Regions from separate parts of the Drosophila melanogaster genome. Here region 2 is linked to region 1. A link is a contact called in public Hi-C data. All regions are on one chromosome and are shown on one strand. The core of a region is the stretch at or near the end of the contact, and the rest is flanking DNA. Distances in the headings are between cores, read along the strand shown.

Region 1 (5,965 bases), core at 1,886-4,385:
CCTCGGTGTGTGTGTTTTTGGGTTCTAAATTATGATCTTCGTGTGTGCTTATTTTGTTTGTCTTGTTCAGCAAAGAGGAAAGAGTTGTGTTGTGCTGCGTTTGATTTTACATAATGGCGCACTTCTCGTTTGACTGCTGAGGATCGCCCTGCTGGTGGTAGAGCTGCTCATTGCCGTCCACGGCGGTCACGCTGCGACGACGACTCAGCCGGGAGGAGGATGTGTGTTGGGACACAATGCGCTTGATGCGATCCAGATTGGCCACGGCCTCGCCCTCGGAGTTCAGCAAAATCGTCCTAGTGTTGTCGGCGGAGACCCACTTCTGTGACTTCATCACAAGGCTCGATGGCGGCTCGTGCGAGGCCTTGGTGTCCGCCGACCAAACGGTGATCACGCCATTTGGCTCGATCCTCACCGATCGATGGAACTTGTAAGTGGTCGAAGGACCTTTCTCGTTGATTAGCCGCTGCAGCTGCCAGCCACCGATGGCCACCTCCTCGCTGCCCTTGTTGAACAGCCTTACGAACTTGCCCTCGGGATCGATCTCCTTGATCTCCACGTTGCCCTTGGCACTGGCGGACACATAGTAATCGGCGACGCTGTGATCCTCCGACTCGTCGACCACGGCGCGTTTGCGCTTCACGGCAGCAGAGGGAGTGCGACGCGATGGCGTGGCTCGCGTGGAGTTGCGCAGCGACTGGCTAAAGGACTGCACTGTGGCCGTGTTGGTGGCTGGGGTGATGTTCAAACGAGCCTCCTCGCCCACCAGCAGCTTGTCGTATGCGGCGATTTCCAAATCCAGGGAGACCTAAGCAGGATAATTAGATTTATGTATTAATACGTACACGATTTTAGACAAGTATTAAAGCTAACCTTGATGTCCATAAGGTCCTGGTACTCCTTGAGCTGTTGCGTCATCTCTTCGCGCAGCCGAATGAGCTCCTTCTCGAGAAGGTCTATCTCTTGACCGTGGCGTTCGCGATCGTTGTCCAGCTGGCGCTCCAGATCACGGATCCGCGCATTGAGGTCGGCATTGGCTTGCTCCAGTTCGTTGATATTGGCGTTGAGCGCATCGATACGCACACGAGTGGAGCGCAGCTCCTCGATGGACTTGTGCGTGGAATTGGATGTGCGTGCGGCGGCCTCTTGCAGTCGTTGGATCTTGTCCTCGTAGAGGGACTGGATTTCATCGCGATTAATCTGCATCTGCTCCTCGTACTGGGCGCGCAGCTCCTGCAGCGACTGCTTCAACTTGGCATCGTACTCGGAGCTGAGGCGACCGTCGATCTCGCTATACTCTGTCTGTTTGATGCGGCGCGACTCATTGATCTCCTGCGAATGGATCTGATCCTTGAACGAGAGCTCCTCGCGCAGACTCTGAATGGTGTTCTCCAGGTCAACGCGCGACAGTGTCTCCTGTTCCAGGTTCTTCCGCGTTTCCTCGAACTGCTTACGCAGTCTCTCCAGCTCCTTTAGCGCCTCATTCAGGTCTTCGTTAAGCTTCTTCCGATCGGCGTTGGCCTGGTTGTATTTGTTGTTCAGCTCGTTGGCGCGCGACTCGTACATGCGGACATTGCCTGCGGGTTGGGATAATCAATCAATTAATGTTCGTTAAATGCCAGAATAGGGATGATTTTGTCACAGAAAGTGAGGAATATCATGGGATAATCATTATATACAGTTCAGCAACTAAATGAATGTTTCGTTCTTGCTTGAAACCACGCCTTTTGTCTCTTCTTACTTTTAATTTTATCATTACTCTACTTTCTTTGCCCTACAATTATAAGGTTTTCTTATCGATTCAGTTTCCACGCACTTACCCTCAGCAGTGGTGCACTCCTTGGTCTTCTTGTCCAGCTTGTTCTTGAGCTCCTCGTTCTCCTCCCAGAGACGCTTGATATCGATCTCGGCACGAGCGCGATCCCTAGCTGTGTCATCGAGCAGACGGCGCGTCTCCAGCAGCTCGGCCTCGAAGATGTTCTTGATGTTGGTGGTCTCGCGTGTGACCGTGTCCCTGGTGGTCTGCACCTCGATGGTGAGGCGGGAGTTCTCCGTCTCCAGGTTGCGCACCCGGTCAATGTAGGTGGCCAGGCGATCGTTCAGGTTCTGCAGCTCCACCTTCTCGGCCACGCGCGAGTGCCGGGTGGGGCTGAGGGGGCTGGAGGCCGTCTGCGAGTGAGTGGACGGCGGCGGCGGCTGCGGACCCGCCGATGGCGGCCGGGGGGTGGAGGTGTTGCCGGGCTGCGGCGTGGCGGTGCCAGCACGTCGGGATTTGCTCGACATGTTCACGCTGCAAGACAAATGAAATGTGCAGAATAACACGTGAGATTTTTGTGACTGACCTCTTTAGGACACAACACTTGAAGAAAAGTTGAATAACACAATTGCGTGCCTTCTAAACGCGTTTTATATGCAATACTTATATTTGAACTTTTTCGTTCGGTGTAGGGTATGTTATTTTTGCGCCCTGATAAAATTCCAAACAGAACCGAACACGAAAGAGGGGAAACGCACAAAACGCTCAAAAACAGAAGCTAAACGAGTTTCTCTAACGCGCTCTCTCTCTCTCTCGCAGTCTCCTCTACGTCTCACTCACACACACGCACATCGCTTTCCACTCAAGCGACTGTACTAAAGCGGACGAGGAAAACGAAGTGAGTTTGTCGGCGTTTGTTTATGGGCGTGGAGGCAAATGGCGCGGCTAATACTAGTTTAATCAATCGCAACGCTTAGCTAATCCAGTCGACGCACTTTAAACGATTTGATAAGGAGCCAAAAATTGCACAATATGGCGATTTTAATTCAATATTTACAGCGACTTTACACTAATACAGGCAGGGGGGTTATTTCGATTTTGAGTGAAACAGTGCCGCCTCTATTGTTCGGCACTTAATCAGTTATTTCAACTTTTTCTACAAGTTTTCCTAATGCTCGTAGATAGCAGCGCAACTCACCTGACTTTTTATAACGAACGGAAAATGCACAAATTTGAAAATGAAGTATCTTGCAGCAGGAAAACGCGGCCGACGCTGGAACGTGTAATCGAATTTGTTGCGATGGTTTCAGAGACTAATCGATAACTTTCCGGCATGCCTGGTGTGACCAAACGCCGCGCTAGATAAAAGACTAAGAACCGCTTGACCCCAAAATGATAAAAAAAAAATTAAATTTAAGCTCAACAAGCCATTTTAATTTAAAGCGTTAGAAGGCATATATTTTATAAAAACTTTTTAGTTGAAGCTTACAAATGGATTTGTTGTGCACAACTATCGATAACTTAACGATATCACCCGGCTCAGCTCGCATGAGTTCTTAAACGTACTTCGGTCACACTGCTCTGCGCTGTTTTTTCCTCCGCATCACGTTAAAGATTTTAAAATAGTTAATTTCACTTTAAAAGCTGTATTTTAAAGTGATAAACGTGCACAAAAGGTGAGTTTGACACTGAAAATCACACTGCACTAAATAAAATCGTCGCTTGTAATGGGTATTTCGTTTTATTTCGAAATACATGTAATGCGGTGCGGTGAAAAAACAAAATGGCGGAGGGAACGCCGGCACCGGTTCCGCAAAAAAAAGCGGCATTTTCTTTAACAAACACATGTAACTTATCTAGTCGCACCCATTTTATTTCCCAGCATTTAGTTGCGAATTTATAGCCGATAACTAGTTAAAGGTAAGAAAGCCGCAGAAATGGCCGACAATGACGATCTTTTGGACTACGAGGATGAGGAGCAGACCGAGACCACTGCGGTCGAAAACCAGGAGGCCCCCAAGAAGGATGTCAAGGGCACCTATGTGTCCATTCACAGTTCCGGCTTCCGCGATTTCCTCCTGAAACCGGAGATCCTGCGCGCCATCGTGGACTGCGGCTTCGAGCATCCCTCGGAGGGTGAGTACTTGCACTCCACCTGGAGTGACGAAAGGTACAGTCACTAACGATGCTCTCCGCTTGCAGTTCAGCACGAGTGCATTCCGCAGGCCGTACTGGGCATGGACATCCTCTGTCAGGCCAAGTCCGGCATGGGTAAGACCGCCGTCTTCGTTCTGGCCACGCTGCAGCAGCTGGAGCCGTCGGACAACAACACCTGCCACGTCCTGGTCATGTGCCACACCCGCGAGCTGGCCTTCCAGATCAGCAAGGAGTATGAGCGATTCTCCAAGTACATGCCCACAGTCAAGGTGAGTCTACGTTTTAATCCATTGTATATAATTCAACAAAAAGTTTGGTTCGACTATATAGTTACTATATATTAATTCGATATGTTTTCTATTTAGGTGGCTGTCTTCTTTGGCGGAATGGCTATTCAAAAGGACGAGGAGACCCTCAAGAGCGGCACCCCGCATATTGTGGTGGGCACCCCTGGCCGAATTCTCGCCCTCATTCGCAACAAGAAACTTAATCTGAAGCTTTTGAAGCACTTTGTGCTCGACGAGTGCGACAAGATGCTGGAGCAGCTGGGTAAGTTGACTAATAATCACCAAATGACGGACGTTTTACTAATAACCAAACCATTCTTTTAGATATGCGTCGTGACGTTCAAGAGATTTTCCGTAGCACGCCGCACGGCAAACAAGTGATGATGTTCTCTGCCACATTGAGCAAGGACATTCGTCCCGTTTGCAAAAAGTTCATGCAAGATGTAAATATCAACGTGTTCATAACCAAAATGCTCGTACTTCTCCACCTCGCATCCACCGCTATCACGACAATTAGTTATTATTTTGTTAATGCCACGCGATATCGAACATTCGATCTTGATCCCCTCCGTATAAGCCAACCACCATCTTGCAAATGGTTAAACGCGTACAACCAAACGTCCAGCGCTCTGTGAGCATAACTCGTATCGAAAAACTTAGTTAATGACTATCGGACACCATTTTCTAAATGGTTAATCGTGGAAATTGGCAACCGTTGCAAAAGCATAAACAAGCAGTAACCGCTGAATGAATCAATTGAAATCGCAAAAGATTTAACAATACCAACGCTAGCAAAAACCAATACCTAAATAAAACTACAAGCAAACAGCAAAGATCCCGCCGACTGGCCGATGAGACGAGTTGAATCAATCCAGAGCGAATGCGATGCGATAGGCCCGCTCATCTGTAATCCGCACACTTCTCAGAGCGATCATCGATCCTCGGGAGCAGTTCAGAGACTAGTTGATGAGATGTGGTGGTAGCGTGGCCGTATGTAGAATATTCTATGCATATTGTTGTATGTTCCGAGGCGAGCCTAGTCTAAGTTCGATTTCTCTGTACCCCTCCTAATTGTGTCCTTTAAAATGCGCCACATTCTATTTCCCAAATCCAGCCCATGGAGGTCTACGTCGACGATGAGGCCAAGCTGACGCTGCACGGACTGCAGCAGCACTACGTCAATCTGAAGGAGAACGAGAAGAACAAGAAACTGTTCGAACTGCTCGACGTGCTCGAGTTCAATCAGGTAGGTCATTCGGTGGTCTTAACTTATATTTACCACTTACTTGATTATCCCTGTCATAGGTGGTCATCTTTGTGAAGTCTGTGCAACGTTGCGTGGCTCTGTCGCAGCTGCTGACGGAGCAGAACTTCCCCGCCATCGGCATCCATCGTGGGATGACCCAGGAGGAGCGTCTGAATCGCTACCAGCAGTTCAAGGACTTCCAGAAGCGCATTCTGGTGGCCACCAATCTCTTTGGCCGCGGCATGGACATCGAGCGTGTGAACATCGTGTTCAACTACGACATGCCCGAGGATTCCGACACCTACTTGCATCGCGTGGCCCGTGCCGGTCGCTTCGGCACCAAGGGACTGGCAATCACATTCGTTTCGGACGAGAACGACGCCAAGATACTTAACGAAGTACAGGATCGTTTCGATGTGAACATCAGTGAGCTGCCCGAGGAAATCGATCTCTCTACATACAGTAAGTTGCAATGATGAGTAATCCCCAGCCACCAGCAGTGCTAACTTGATTTTCTTT
Region 2 (5,956 bases), core at 1,037-3,536, 440 kb before region 1:
TCTTTGTGACTGATCGAGGGGGATGATGGTGAAGATGATGATGGGGGACTCGGAGCCATTTACTCACCCGACTGGGCCTGGGCAATGACATCGCGACCCCTCACACAGGGAATGATGGCGCGCTGCTGGATGGCCGACGGCTTCTCGAAACCATAACCGTAGATGCCGCGCAGCAACTCCTCGCGCAAGTTCATGTCATCGAAGTTGTCGTACACCTCGTGCCAGGTGGACTCGATGACGCCCTCGGGTTCCATGCTGGCGGGGCCATCCTGAGGTATCTCATTTCGGTCATCCCTGCAAGAAAGCGAGAATGCGTTAGTGGGGCGGAACAGTGGAAACAACAACAAAAGCAGTAGCGGGACGGGGGTAAAAAATTTTCCAGCCACAATTGTTGGTTATGGCGAATGGCAGAAAAGCGAAAAGTAAGTAAGGCTGGTGGAGGGAGAATCGAAAACCGCGAGCGCCGCTTGGCAACCACTCACATTATCAACAATAAAGAATTGACTAGGTAAACTTATATCCTGAATTTCGACGGCTTGGGCCCGGTTCACTCAATCAACTGTTTGCCTATTTGTCTAGAACGAATAACGGAGAATTCGGGCCGAACGCCGACTGTGTTGTTTTCTCGAGCTATCGAGCGCTTTGCTTTTAGTCCGTTACGTTTGTGCTGCGATGCGCTCTGCGAAGCGGTGACTTTACGTATGAGACCGAAAGCGATAGCTAGGCAGCCTTTTTGAGCGACAAGCGGCGAGAGTCCGCCCCTGAGCGTGTGCGAGCGGGACGACCCTAGTGTCGTTCGTGTCAATGTCAACGGGCGAGAGCAGCCGAGCGATATTAGCACGTAACAGTGGCGCCAGTGTTGCCTAACACCAGTTGCGAATGGTAGTAGTTGATCGAAAATAGCAGTAGTTTTGACAGTACGGCGGGGTGGGGATAGAAAAAAAAAACCGACTGACAGGCAAATATTCCAAAGCAAATCGAAAATTGAGTTGGAGCAAGGCTAAATCAGCCCACGAATGCCGTCGTCCACTAAAGATAGAATCAGCGGTCTGCGTCATTGTCCAGTCATGAGTCAAGCGAACGGACGGACGAGAGTGCATAAAATCCAGTCAAGTGGCGACACCGACGTCACCGGACTTCAACAAAAGTCCCCAGTTCGGAGTTCTAGGTTTCGCCAAGGCGAAGGGGGAGGGGTGCAAAGACCGAGTCCAGCAACAAAACTCTCTTGGAGCAACCACTGCGCTCGCTCTCTCTCGCTCGCATGGTGGCTGCCTCTCACTCCCACTCCCTGCACTGTCATACGGGCGTGTAATTTTTTTCCACTCATTTTGACCGTCAGAAATTTAAAATCGCGTTTTTTGCATTAAAACACGCGGAAATTATGCTAAGCAGTTGCGGAATCGATGCGGCACAAGATCGCCTTGCGGCTTTTTACATTTCAAACGCTTAATCTAGGGTATATACTAACATTTTCTGAAAATTATTTGGCACTTTTTATACACGTGCTGCTACTGATTTGTTAAAACCAAGCAAAAGAGGCTCCATCTTGCAAAAGTTTTAGTGATGTAAGAAAACATTAGCGACTATCGATAGATCGATCGCCAACTATCGCCAGATGTTAGCGGATATCCGGCAATTTCGCTGCGGCTTCGCAGTGTGTATGGTAAAGAAAAACAAAGCATAAAATAATGCAAATATTTTGAATTCAATTTGTATTATTTTGCACTTTTTTACGTTATTTTGGAGGTGCCACTTGAAGTTCAGGGCTGCAGACCCAGAGCTGGGGTGCCTGACTTCGCTATTTTATTTGCTATCGATATTACGCCCATCAAAGTTTTCCACCAGTATAAATATTTAAACCCGAATCTTATATTTGTTTAATAAATTTGATTGTAATATTGTTTTCCAACAGATTACATTCTCTTGTTGTAAAGACTTAATTGTAGTATTCAACCATTTGAACAACAACCTTATGTGAATCATATTATACAAATATATGAAAGTATGGAATTTTACATATGCTGCTATTCAGTGAACTGTTTTTAAATCGTGGGACTGGAACCGGCCAGCTATTTGTCTTAGTAGCTTAACGATCAGTGTTGTTTTGAATCTTTTTGAGTTTAAGTACAGTAATCTTATCTCATAGTACTCGAATGTGGAAGTGAATTTAAACTTTTCATGCCGCTGGTCTAACCGGGACTTACGAAGGCAAATAGCGAATACAATCGATTGCGAGGAATATCGTGATCGAATTTTGGCACACATCGATTGTTTCGAGCGAACAGCGACTTGTGTTCCAGTACTACCGCTTGTCGACGGTCACTCTGAATTTTTACCGCAGCGTGTGAACAGTGTGAGTGCCGTGGGTTTCCTGGAAATCCGTTTAGAAAGAGATTTCTCTAGACTTACTGAACGTGGGGTGGTTCGACAAAAATCGAAAACCGACCAACACTTTGGGTAAATTGCGTACAAAGCGACTTTCGTGCTGGGTGCACGCCTTAAATGGCGAAAACCCACACATGTACGCGCTACTTGGCCAACCGCGTTGGCTGTGCGTCGCCGTCTGCGGGTGTGTGTGTGTGTATGCCTGTGTGTATAAGTGTGCAAAAAATTAAGTGGGAAAAGTTCAGCAGCAGCCGGTCGGTATTCGGCATACGGCATTCGGTACTCGGTATTCCATTCGATTTGTCAAGCAGCCAATGCTAACATATTGCGGGTGCGGTGCAGCGCAGCACATTATGATATGTGAGATGGGATTCGAACATATAGGCGTTGAAATTAAAGGCTATTTTTAATTTATGACAGTTACTCAGTGCCGGCCAACAAAGTGACGATTCATAACACTCACTCGGAGAGCCGCCGTTGAGTCATCGTCTGCTCTCACTCGCTCATTTGCATTGTCCGCAGCCGGCTGATTAATAACGGCCCGCCTCGTACGACCGTCTCGCTCACACACCCACTCCAGGCGCACCGTTGCACTCGCCCTGGCTACGGCTCTCGCTCGCTCACTCTCTGCCCCACTCGAAAGCAGTGGCAGTGGGTGAGTGAACGGGTGACTCACGGCTTGGAATTGAGCGCTTTGGAGCAGAGGCAAGGCAAGCAGCCCCCTGCAGCGCGCACTCTTTCGCCACTCTCTCTCCATCTCTCACTCTCTCGAGTGGGTTTTCTCGAATTCAAAATCGGTTTATGGTTCTGCTTTGCGCTCATTCGACTTTTGAAATCCGCCTCGAACGCTTCGAAAATTCCCAGCGAGTCGGACGTGTGTGTGGAGCTGCGGCGTACGGTTTCTGTTTCTGTCTGTCTTGGTCTCCTTGGTCTTGCTCTTGCTCTTGGTCTCATCCCCCGTGCGTGTGTGTGTATATATGTGAGTTTTTCGGAGGCGGAAAATTAGGCGCTTTGTGCAATGCATCACAATCAAAATCACTAGATATATATACTTATATGTATATACATAAATGTGCATAACACAATTCCGCCGATACCCGGTAATTTGTCAAGGGCGGATGCAACACCCACTGCCGCATGATAAAATACGATACGATTTGATAAATGTTAATCCATCTCTCTCTCTCTCTCTCTTTCTCCACCTCTCGTTGCAGTTGAAAGTAAGTTACCCCAAGAAAAAATCGTCGGTGTTGCGGTTTTTCTTTGTCTCCCTGCCAATTTCGTGTGACCCCCGAAACGAAAGTGCGACTCGCCGTGCGGTAAAGCAACAGCGATCCATATCCAGATCCATATATATCAGTTCAACTTAATCCGCACCCACGACAAACAAAGCACCATGAGCTGGCAAGATTATGTGGACAACCAACTCCTGGCCTCGCAGTGCGTGACCAAGGCGTGCATCGCCGGCCACGACGGCAACATTTGGGCGCAGTCCAGTGGCTTTGAGGTGAGTACGTCGAACGGAATGGACTAATGGACGGAAAGCGGTTGGGAAAACCCATAGAATGGAATTCGGACGGAAAAACGGATAGTTGACAATGAATTTTCGCAAGTTCAAGGGTGTGACTCTCGCGCTGTCTTCCTCTCGCGGCCGCCATGATAACTTTCATTTGATAAAGAGCAACTCCCACCCCTTCGCCCTCGCCCTTGTCAGTTTCACCCCCTGCAGCGCCACTCCTGCGCAGGCCCGCTACCCCCTCCTCTCCCGCCTACGCTTTTGAGGGAGTGTGCGTGATCATACAACCCAGCAGGGAGACCAATTGGGCGACCTAGCCGATACGGATGGATTTCTGTTTATCGGTGACTAAGGAGGTGCAGCTTCGCTTCGCGGTAATCACCAATGCACTTGCATGCGGCGATGAGTGTGTGGTGTGGAGAGCGGGGGCGGGGCCGGGACCGGGAAATCTGATATCAGCGCAGCCGGTTCGAATGTCTGCGGTGCTGTGCAACACTGGTTCCTGATAATGCAGCCCACAGGCGCCTGGCATCAGCCCCACCCCTTCGCTATCGCTCGCCTTTATCGCACTCAATACAGACGGACCGTTTCCTCTGCGGCGACGGCCAAAATAAATGCTCTTTATCGGAGCGAAATACAGAACCAAACAGAACAGAACCAAAATGAAACGAACAGAAGTACAGAAAATATCTTGAGCATGCGATGCCGCGTCACCAGCGCAGAGTGAATCGAATTGAGTGGAGTTGACTCCGCTTCGGCTTCTTTTACTGATTTCGATTCTGAATCTGAATCTGCTACCTTCGAATGCGAATGCTCTGAGTATTTCTCGTATGCGCGCCACGTTTTCGCCCTTTTGTGAGTGTGGCTGTCTGTGTGCGTGTGCAACTTCCTGTCGACTCCGAATCCGAATACAAATACGAATCCATGTGCTCTTATCCTGCTCGCTCTCCCAGCGAGATTCCACTCGATTCGGGCAGCCACTCCCTAGTGCTTTGTCCGTCGAATGAAGTTCATCTCGCCGCTTATTAGATTAGGAACCGATTTTGGCCAAATTCGATCCGCTGCCTACGTCACCTCACCATCACACTCATTCTTTTATCTACCTGCCATTTCTGCACGCGCATCACTTTCGTTTTATTATCTCTCGCTGCCTTCGCAGGTGCCTTTGTTGTTTTTCCCAACTTCGCATTACCCAAGTTACCCAGTTTTGATCTTGATTCGGATGAATCATTGTGAATACTTAGCTTTTTCCTTTTCCGATTGATCAGCTGAGCTGGACCTTGTGAGAGAGTTGTGTTTTTGGGCTGCTAATAAAAGTTTATGATAAACACATTTATATACATGGCTTTGCATTGAGAAAACCGACTTTGGGTGACAGAATCTGAGTGCCATCGTGTGGCATGTTCATTCATTGAAAAACTACCAATTTAGGAGATTTTTGGCACTTGTGGAATTTTCGCTATCGCCGCATAATGAGCTCCGCTTAGTTATTAACGTTTTTGGCATAGCTGTCTACGCAAAACCGGCTTTTCGCGACTTTACTGCTCTTCTGCTCTGCTCTCCTCTTCGCATTTCTTTCTCTCACGCGACGCGAGTTGCGCTCAATGGAAACTTCTCGATGCCCAATTCGAGTGGCATTCGGATGTGTCACCGTTCGGCAGCCGCAAATGAGTAACTATCGGTTGTGCGAGATTTTCAAATTAATTTCCCCACTCACCCCCCGGCAAAAGCAGCTGTTACCTGGGGGATGGGGCTGCCAACTTGTTATGCATTTGACCAAGGCTATTGACATTGGTGCTACTCTCTCTCTCCCTCTTTGTCTCCATCTCTTTTGTTCTCTCTCTTTCTCTGAACGGACAAGTCGCTCAAGTGTGCAAAACTTGTTTTTAAAATCCAAAAAATCAAGCCGGGCACGCATCCCGAGACCCACAGTATCATATCCCTTAGCCAACTCTACAGCCTCCTTGTGCCACACCCCTCTGTTTCCACCCCGGTATCGAGTGGACCACATTTGCTAATGAGTTGGCAGTCGTCGTCGATGGTGCCTACTGTTTT

What was found. Hi-C and Micro-C count contacts between places; a contact is called where the count stands out from the background.
Region 2: a contact with region 1 is called in a Hi-C map of the Kc167 cell line, with 4 times the contacts expected there. A contact is called at or near these places in 41 of 107 Hi-C or Micro-C datasets (the Clone 8 cell line, the D17-c3 cell line, the Kc167 cell line and 17 more) and 2 of 7 datasets of targeted methods (both in the Kc167 cell line).

The regions. Positions count from the first base shown.
Region 1 is chr2L:5,539,650-5,545,614 of dm6, reverse strand. It overlaps Lam (Lamin), which reads right to left and starts at 3,135. Exons shown (of 4, transcript NM_001298700.1): 1 at 2,955-3,135; 2 at 1,821-2,290; 3 at 874-1,577; 4 at 1-808. The coding sequence starts at 2,283. The coding sequence ends at 107. Hel25E (Helicase at 25E) reads left to right here and starts at 3,301. Exons shown (of 8, transcript NM_164648.2): 1 at 3,301-3,432; 2 at 3,646-3,892; 3 at 3,959-4,182; 4 at 4,279-4,462; 5 at 4,525-4,643; 6 at 5,315-5,446; 7 at 5,506-5,908. The coding sequence starts at 3,694.
Region 2 is chr2L:5,977,348-5,983,303 of dm6, reverse strand. It overlaps chic (chickadee), which reads left to right and starts at 2,286. Exons shown (of 4, transcript NM_205913.3): 1 at 2,286-2,351; 2 at 3,600-3,892. The coding sequence starts at 3,782. eIF4A (eukaryotic translation initiation factor 4A) reads right to left here and starts at 1,540. Exons shown (of 5, transcript NM_001258978.3): 1 at 1,469-1,540; 2 at 68-294. The coding sequence starts at 1,470.